Linked DNA regions of Mus musculus: region 1 is linked to region 2. The links are chromatin contacts, called in public HiChIP or PLAC-seq maps. All regions are on one chromosome and are shown on one strand. Each heading gives the region's core, a stretch centred on a gene start, on an enhancer-like site or on the middle of the called end of the contact. The rest is flanking DNA. Distances are from core to core; before and after follow the strand shown.

The links. HiChIP or PLAC-seq counts read pairs in DNA pulled down with a chosen protein or histone mark.
Region 1: a contact with region 2 is called in an H3K27ac HiChIP or PLAC-seq map of epiblast stem cells. The contact joins the promoter of Arhgap19 here to the enhancer-like site in region 2. A contact is called at or near these places in 1 of 39 promoter capture datasets (macrophages), 5 of 484 Hi-C or Micro-C datasets (B cells, bone marrow-derived macrophages, cumulus cells and 2 more), 7 of 115 datasets of contacts at active chromatin or transcription factors (the SCID.adh cell line, effector CD8 T cells, embryonic stem cells and 3 more) and 2 of 9 other capture datasets (adipose tissue and pancreatic islet).

Annotation. Positions count from the first base shown.
Region 1 is chr19:41,799,414-41,803,609 of GRCm38.p6, reverse strand. It overlaps Arhgap19 (Rho GTPase activating protein 19), which reads left to right and starts at 1,526. Exons shown (of 12, transcript NM_027667.3): 1 at 1,526-1,638. The coding sequence starts at 1,583.
Region 2 is chr19:41,765,234-41,769,564 of GRCm38.p6, reverse strand. Arhgap19 (Rho GTPase activating protein 19) reads left to right here. Exons shown (of 12, transcript NM_027667.3): 12 at 1-2,977. Among named protein-coding and RNA genes, the nearest start is that of Gm19424, 20 kb to the right of the region's middle. Within about 2 kb of position 2,679, at least 36 of the 459 cell types and tissues checked have an H3K27ac peak or open chromatin away from gene starts, as enhancers often do. A contact at or near this core is called in the SCID.adh cell line, embryonic stem cells, epiblast stem cells and 2 more, where this site is marked.

The DNA.
Region 1 (4,196 bases), core at 277-2,776, 35 kb before region 2:
GGGGAGATGTCCCCAGTGAAAGTGTTATAGCTCTGCTCAGAGATACTCTGGCAGTCCTGAGCCAAGGAATACCACAAAGTCCCACCCAGCATACAACCAACCTCACACAGGAAACTTACTGCAAGGGGAAACCCGCGGAGGGTGGCGGCCTCTGCTGGGGTGAAAAGCGGCAGAAGCTCAGCGGGTTTTGTATAGGGTTTCTTGGTGGGGCGGGACAGGCGATGAAGACAGAGCTTTCCAGGGTGTCCAGGGAGGGAGTGGTGGGATTTTTGTGGCCTGATTTTGGGGCAATTCTAGGGGTTGGTGGGAATTTTGTGCTCAGGGATTGGTGGGATTCTGTTTCTTGGCCCTGATTTTGAGCTTGGGGTCAAGATAGGGTCAAGGTTGCCTGGTCTGGGGGTCAAGTCAGGGTCACAATGTTCTTTCCCTTCACTTTTTACTCTCTACCATCTATATTTTTTGCTTTTAGAAAAGATTTTATGTGTCTCTGTGCATCTGTGCGCATGTGCCCCGGAGGCCAGCTCTGGAGGCTATAGGAAGGCAATCAGTCCTTTGGAACTGGACTCACTGTCTGGCCCTTGTGAACCTTTCAATGCAGGGAATCAAACTCTAGTCTTCAGGAAAAGCAGCAAGTGTTCTTAGAACCACGGAACCATCTCTAGCTGCCCCTTATTGTTAATTGTGAATTTCATATATCAATACCATGTTTTTTTTTTTTTTTTTTTTTTTTCCACCTGCCTCTGCCTCCCAAGTGCTGGGATTAAAGGTATACGCCACCACTGCCTGGCTTAGTCACATTTTCTTGTTGGCCTGAAGTCACCCAAGGAGGCTTGTTTGGATGACCCAAAATTTGCCTCTCTATTCTAGCCAGTGCTTTTGGTGTCTTTATACTGACTTTCCCCCTCCCCCAAATATGTACCCTGAAGATCAGCCCCTGCATACATACACACACACATACATACATTCATACATAAATACATACATACATACACACATACATATATACACACACAAGAGTTTACTTAGGGTAGCTTACAGGAACGTATGCAATTTACCACTGATTATATACCATTGAAGAAAATGCCTTTTCTTCCCTTTTACTAAGCCTATGGATCTTGGGGGTGGGGTGAATGGGGGTTTAAGTGAGTGAGGGGTGATGAGCCCTTTTCCCTAGCAACCGTTAACTGCCTACCGAACTGGGGGATGGGCAGGGCCTCAAGAACCTTTTCTCTTCAAGTGACTTTAAAAACCGACAGTTTTGTAACTCAGAGATTTACCTAGCGGGGAGGGGAGCGCAGCCAGGAATTTGTGACTTGATCCGCGGAACTACATGGGTTAATCAAAACGAGAAACTACATCTCCCGGTAGGCCTCGGGCAGGTGTTTCTCCTGCCCTTTCGTTGGTTCTGTGCTACCAATGACAGTTAGATATTTGAATAGACCAATAGTAGCATGGAACGGTTCTTATTTAGGCGGGGCCATAGGTTCGTCCAATCGTACAGGACTTAGAAAACCATCCTAGCCAATCTAAGGGCTAAGGGGCGGTGCCTGAGGCGGGGCTGCAGACCAAGCTGCCGCGGAAGATGGCGGCTGAGGCGCCGAGTGGAGGGGAGGCGCCGGTCTGCGACTCTGGCCGGAGGTGAGCCAAGTTTTCCGTCCTGCTGCCTAGGAGACGGGACTGTGGGCTAGCGATGTCGCCGCCCTGCCCTTGAGTCACCGTGGTCCACAGGCCCGGGCTTTGTTCCTCTCTCCCGTGGTGTCTACGCCGACGCGCCTGCGGGGGCTGAGGCGGGTCTTTGCGGTCCGTGCTTCCCGCTGCGCTGCTCTCCGCGAGTCCCACGGCCGTGTGTGGAGCCCTCCCGACGCTCTGGCTGCAGACCCCCGGGCCACGGTCATGGTGTCTGCCCTGGCGCCGAGCGTTTTGAGTGGCAACTGAAGCCCAGAGCGGTTTAGAGAATCCCACAACGCCCCGGGAGCTTTAAATGTCCTTCGTGACAGCCTCTGCGCTTTACTCAGAGCCGCGACTTGAGTGATGGTTAAAAGGGATTTTTGTCCCCTAAGCTGGCTGACCTTTCTCGGCTTCAGCCTTCTTCTGTAAATAAACATAACGATACTTATTTCAGAACCTGGACGGGATGACACAACCTATTTAAAGCGCATAGCACCCATCCTGGCAAACACTTCAAAATACGATAGATTTTTATGTTTCCTTGAAATTGTGATCTCATTTCTTCTTTCTGGAACGAGTACTGTCCCTGTCATAAAGTCGAGCCTTTCTTAACCGATTACAAACAAATATTTGGAGTCTGACACACTCCAATAGAATGAGATTACTTACATTGTCAGAGAGTATGATCAATGCTATGCTTTGGTACGGAGTTAGTACAGAACAGAAGAACCAAGAATTTTGGGAAACCGAGTTTGTGAGCCTGATTTTTCCTGAGCCCTGATGGGCTTGTGTGGGTATTGTTACTGTTTTGTATGGAGGAGTTTTCCACTCTTTGACCTTTTATTTCTCCCGGGAACTGTGCCCGTGGGTTGATAAATGTCATTAGATTATCTCTCCTCCGACTCGAAAATCCTGAATTGTAATGAAAATGAGGACAAATGAAATACTGTTCTACAGCAAGAGGACTTAGAATTCTTCCTTGAGGCTGCTGTCAACTGAATGTAAAATTTGAAACTGTTAACTATCTGACCAACACAGTTTTCTCTGAATCTGAAACCCTCTATTGTCGTTACTGAGACAGGTTCTTGCTAAGTACCTCGGCTGGACTGGAACTCCCAGTCTCGTTTCAGCTACCCGTGTACTTGTCAATTGCATATTGCAGGGGATTAGTCTGGGGGTTCTTGTGAGGCTTATTTATTTATTTATTTATTTTTGAAACAGAGTCTCTCATGTAATCCAGGGAACCCCAATCTTGAGCTTCCGAACCTCCTTCCTCTGCCTCCCAAGTGCTGGAATTACAGGCATATGCCACCAAGCCCTGTCTTATGTGCTGCTAGGCAAGCCCCCTACTGACTGAGCTGCATCCCCAGCCCCATTTAATCAATGGGACTAACACTTTTTAAATCTGTCATTTATCGTGCTTGTGTATGCCTGTGCACACACACTTAGGTACCACAGTGCATGCACAGGAGAGCAGAAAGCAGCTCACGGTTCTCTTCTTCCACCGAGTGGATTTGAGGATCATGCTTGGGTTGTAGGCTTTGCAGGGAGTGCCGTTACTCACGGAGGCATCTCACTGCCAAGGTGTGTAGCCCAGCACTTACAGATATGCTGCATAACTCTGTCTTTGGCCTCTCATACACGTCCTGAGGAGACAGTCGCTCTCTGAGAACATCTTCTGTGGGCTCCATGTCTTGCAGCAGTGGGCACAGAAATGACTGTAGATTCAGTACTGGGCAGTAATGTAGATAATTGATATCTCTGGGTACTGAAAGGGTTTGCTCTAGGAAGAAAAGCCTAGGGAAAGGAGAGAGACAAGGCGGGATGACGGCTGTCTGTTAGACCCCGGAGATGCTGAGGACCGGTTGGCAGGATTCCTTATGTTGAGCCTTGGTAGTCCTGCCTTGAGTTGGGATCTGCCCTGCACTGAGTTTTCTTCCCTGCCGTGATATGGAGAAGTTGAGCACCATGCTTACTGAGCAGCTCATCAAGAACAGATACAGACATAATGCCTCTTTTCATCTGTGTGCCTTTTTCAAATAATGATGACTTAGTAACCTGCTTAGTAAATACTAACTCACACATTTGAATTTGTAAAGTGCTGTTCTTTTAAAACTTTAAAAATATCTACGAATAAAATTATATCTGTATGTTCTAGGATTTGGAGATTTAGAAAAGAGACAAGTTGATATAGGGGGTTCTTTTATTAACTGAAGTCCCCAAATGTGATTTTGCTAATTCCATTTAATTTAGAAGAGACTGGAATTAAAACCTTATTTTTGGAGTGTAGTTTGCTGTTTGATTATTAGGGGCTGTTAAAAGAAAATTGTCATATTTTTTCTTTTTATGGAACTGATATTTCATTAATATTTGTAAAGTAGTTGCTACTGTATATCAAAGTTTCAGGCACTCTGAGTATGTTTCTGAGCTCTCTATTTTCCTTGTCCTTTTTATTTCCTCTTTTTAACTTATTTGGTAGAGAGTAGGTTAATACCAAATCGCCTGTTTGGTAGTTTTCACGTATGAGA
Region 2 (4,331 bases), core at 1,430-3,929:
AGTGTATTTAACACATCTCAGTTATTAAGCTGCACCCCATACCCCTGTCTTCCCCTTATGATGTGAGATGGCTGTGTGGTTGTTACCTTGGTGATGTGAGATGGCTGTGTGGTTGTTACCTTGGTGATGTGAGATGGCTGTGTGGTTGTTACCTTGGTGATGTGAGATGGCTGTGTGTTTGTTACCTTGGTGATGTGAGATGGCTGTGTGGTTGTTACCTTGGTGATGTGAGATGGCTGTGTGGTTGTTACCTTTGTGATGTGAGATGGCTGTGTGGTTGTTACCTTGCTTCTTTCATTATCATCCTCTCACCTAGAACATGGCTGGTGCCACTGATACACTCTGTGCCTGGTTACTGTCACTTTGGAAATGTCATGATCTGCTACTTAGAGGAGCTTGCTGCAGTGTGCATGTGGTGAAAACAGAAGCAGGCCGAGGGGCTGGTTGGCTTGGGTAGGATGCTGTCACTCATTCCTAGGGATCAAATGTGCTGCTCACCTGTCTCCTGAGAGCAGGTTGGCATCAGGAAAGGCACGAGTGGCAGTCTCTGCAGGGTCCCCAGAGGGAGCAGTTGTTATGTGTCCCCGTAGTCTAGAACAGTTGCTTCCTGCCCATCTCCTTGTCTGGATGGGTACAGGAAGTGGTGGAGCGTGGAGAGCCACTGTCTCCTGAGCCGCAGGTGGCAGTTGCGGATGCTGAGGTATGGGCCTGGCTCTGTGGAACTAACTGTGAAACCATGCTCACCCTACTGTGGGGAACCAGATACCCAGCAAAATACGGTTCCACACTGATGATAGACAGTTGAACTTGTGTTATTGTTGAGATGAAGGCTGATGTTGTCTATCTGTCGGCCCTCTCTTCCATCCTACACTGTTTCATTGCTGTAACAGCAGTGCTGAAGGAAATGTGATGTTTTCCCTTCTAGCTGGATAGTTTGGGAGCATGGAGGTGTGTGATCTATAGTGGATTTTAAGTTCCATTCTCTAAAGCAGTTTTAGGTCATCCTTAAGGATCTTTATTAGCAAATTCATTTGTCTAGGTTTCTGACTCTTTCTGGTGATGTTGTTACTAAGAAAAAGGTTCTTTTCTTTTTGAAATATATTTCTTATGCCAGGTATATAGTGAGGTCAAACAGAAACCTCCTTTGTGTTAGCAAATCAGAGATGTTCTCCTCAGCATGGAGCCTGCTTTCAGTGTACCCCACCATGCTGGAATGTAGCACTATGCAGGGATGCAAGCCAAGCAGTGCCTTGATGCAGCCAGGAGTTACACACTCTGTGAGCAAGAAAGAGAGAGCGCGGGACTGAGGAGCCTAGTGTGGGTAGAGGGAAGCGATGCCCAGGGATGGTCTGGGTGAGAGAGAGGTGCCCCATGCGCTTGCTCTCTGTGGCTGGCCTCTTGGGCAGTGAGTTACCACGTGCATTTGGGAATGTGGATTTCATTTATTTATTGGATAGTCATTACTTGCTGTAAGGGTATTTTAGGTCATTTTTTCTTGTAGAAGCTGTGATCCAGTGCAGAATAGACTTGAGGAAAAGCATAACCTTTTGAGTCTTGTAACATGTGGCTTTGTAACCTGTGGTATCTTCTTGGAAACGCAGACAGAAGCTCCATCGTCGTCACAGAAGGTTGCTGCCGTCCTTCTGACAAGGCGTACAGTTGCTGTTTTGAGCCAGTATTTAACTAATGTTTTTAACTAATGTTTGTTTGAGACAGGGTTTCTCTGTGGTCCTGGCTGTCCTGGAACTCACTCTGTAGACCAGGCTGGCCTCGAACTCAGAGTTTTCCTGCCTCTGCCTCCCCAGGGCTGGGATTAAAGGCGTGAGTGTAGTCACTGCCTAGCTGACCTGTGTCTTAAGGGTTTTTATTATATTTATTTTCCATGTTGGCGTAGTCTTTGTGACAGAACCTTTCTTTTCTTTCTGGGTTAATCGTCATAGGCTTTGATGTTGTGTCAAAGTGTCATCTGGTGGTTATTGTTGCCAACTATGAAGAGACAGATCCTATCTGATCTGTATCTGCACTAGGTAAATGAATAGAGGCTGTGGGCCCTTTCTCTGACGTTCCACAGAAGTGGATTTTCTCACTGAGACCAGTGATCAGGTTTGAACCCGCCCCCGCCCTGTCCCCCCATTCCCCATGTCACATGCACTGTGTAGGGCACAGGTGGGAGACAGTATTGGTTAGAACCAAGTGCTGGAACATTCTAGAAGCACAGCTGATGGGGCCTGAGGGAACCCACAGTGGTCCCTCCACACAGCATGTGCTATACTCTGAAGGTCCTCCCAGAGTCAGTCAGGAGTGATGAGGAAACACCCTGGGGGATGAGGCAGCACAGGATGCTGACTGGCAGGTTGTGTGCTGAGGTCTCTTTTCTGTGACATCCTTTCCTCTGGAGACAGCATCATCCCTGCTCTCCTACACTCTAAAGTCTTCAGACTGAAGTGAGGGTCCAGATCTAAACCAGCAGGACTGTCCCAGAGTTTGCAGAGAATCTGGCTTCCTAAGATGAAGGTTTTGAGTGACCTTAGTCCTGGTAGCCTGATGTCAGACTCCCTGTCAAAAAGCTGGCTTTACTAGGCAGCCAGTGCTGAAAGCTGTGTGGAGGTAGGGCAGTGAGGAGATGGAGGATAAATAATAACCTGAGTGCTTTGTCACCATGGAAACTGGAGTTCCTGAGGCCACAGCCCATGCTGAAGAGCTTTTGAGCATGCCCCTGACATGCTTGGTCCAGAGGCTATAGAGAAGGAGTGCTCTCACCCAAGGCCTTTCAGCAAGGCGTGCCTGTGCACGCTCTGTGTGCTCGCTCGCTCATTTGCTTGCTCACTCGACCCCCAAAAGGTTTCTTAGGAGAAGGTTGTACCTATTTGTTATTTTTTATTATTTTGCATATATATATGTAATTGTAAAGAAACAATCATATATATTGTCTTTTATATTCATGTAATATTCTGAATTAAATTTTTTCTGTTTCATATCTGTGGGTTCTGACTGGTCTCTTGGCTCACGTTGCTTTGAAGAGAGGTAGCTTCCTGTCCTAAGGAACTTGATACTCTACAAAGGGCTCGTCCTGGGTTTTCTAATGGAGGGAGGGGATGTGGGTGGGTTCAGGATGAGTGAGGCTTTGGCTGATGGAAATTTACTTAGATGAGGTAGCACACATCTCTAATCCTAGTACGTGGGAGGCAGAATACTAGGGACGAGTTGAGGCCAGCCTAGACATAAACAAGATTCTTTCAAAACAAAACAAGGCCGAGGCTGGGCATGGTAGCATAACATCTTTAATCTTAGCACTTGGGAAGCAGAGGCAGTGGATCTATGTGAGTTCAAGGCCAGCCTGCTCTATACATATGGAGTTCCAGGGAGGCTAGGGCTGTTTAGAGAGATCTTGTCTCAAAAACCAAAACAACCACAACTAAAACAACAGCTTTGAGCCCCAGGGTAGGTGGCCCCACTCCTTGAGGAGTGCAGGTTGTCTAAGTTGCTGACTTGCTCTGAGTTATTCCATATTGAGTGGAAGTAGCTCTTGGGCTATGTGCCCCCAACAGGCTCTGTTTTACAAAGGACACCCAACTCCCTTTTAGGTTGTTTTTATGCTTTGTGGCTTGATATTAAGGAACAATGAATTCAGTCAAACCAAATCTGTGGGCAGAAGAGAAAGAAAGGAAGCCATCATAGGCCAGAGGAGTGTGCTGAAAGAGCTAGTGAGTGACGAGTCCAGGGCCAGTGTGCTGAAAGAGCTAGTGCAGAGGAACTTGGAAGACTTCAGGTATCCACATGGGCACAGCTGGGGCACTCTGGACACATCTGTCCTCGAGACAGTTGACGTTATCACATTTTATGATCAGAATCTATGGCAGTGGCTCAGAGGGGGCAGAAATAGCCTGAGATAAAAGTGTAATATGAAATAGGTGTGCATTGTTTATTGACAAGAATACATTCTAAGAGCTGGGTGGTGGGGAGGCAGAGGCTGACTAATCTTTGTGAGTTCGAGGCCAGTCTGGTGTACAGAGGTAGTTCCAGGACAGCCAAGGCTACACAGAGAAACCCCGTATCAGAAAAAAACAAAACAAAACAAACAAACAAACAAACAAAACAAGGCCAAACAAACTAAAACCAAAATAAGAATTCATTCTGAGCAGTGCACCATTATACAGTTTTGCTGTTGTGTGCCATCATAGAGTGTACTGACATATGTGGCCCCAGGAGACACAGGAAATCGAGTATGAGGATGCTCCTGGCATGGTGGGCCATGCTGCTTTACAGAAAGGTTTTTGTTTTGTTTTAATAGTAGAGTCCTCGTCCCTAAAATAATGATAAGAAAGGCTGGA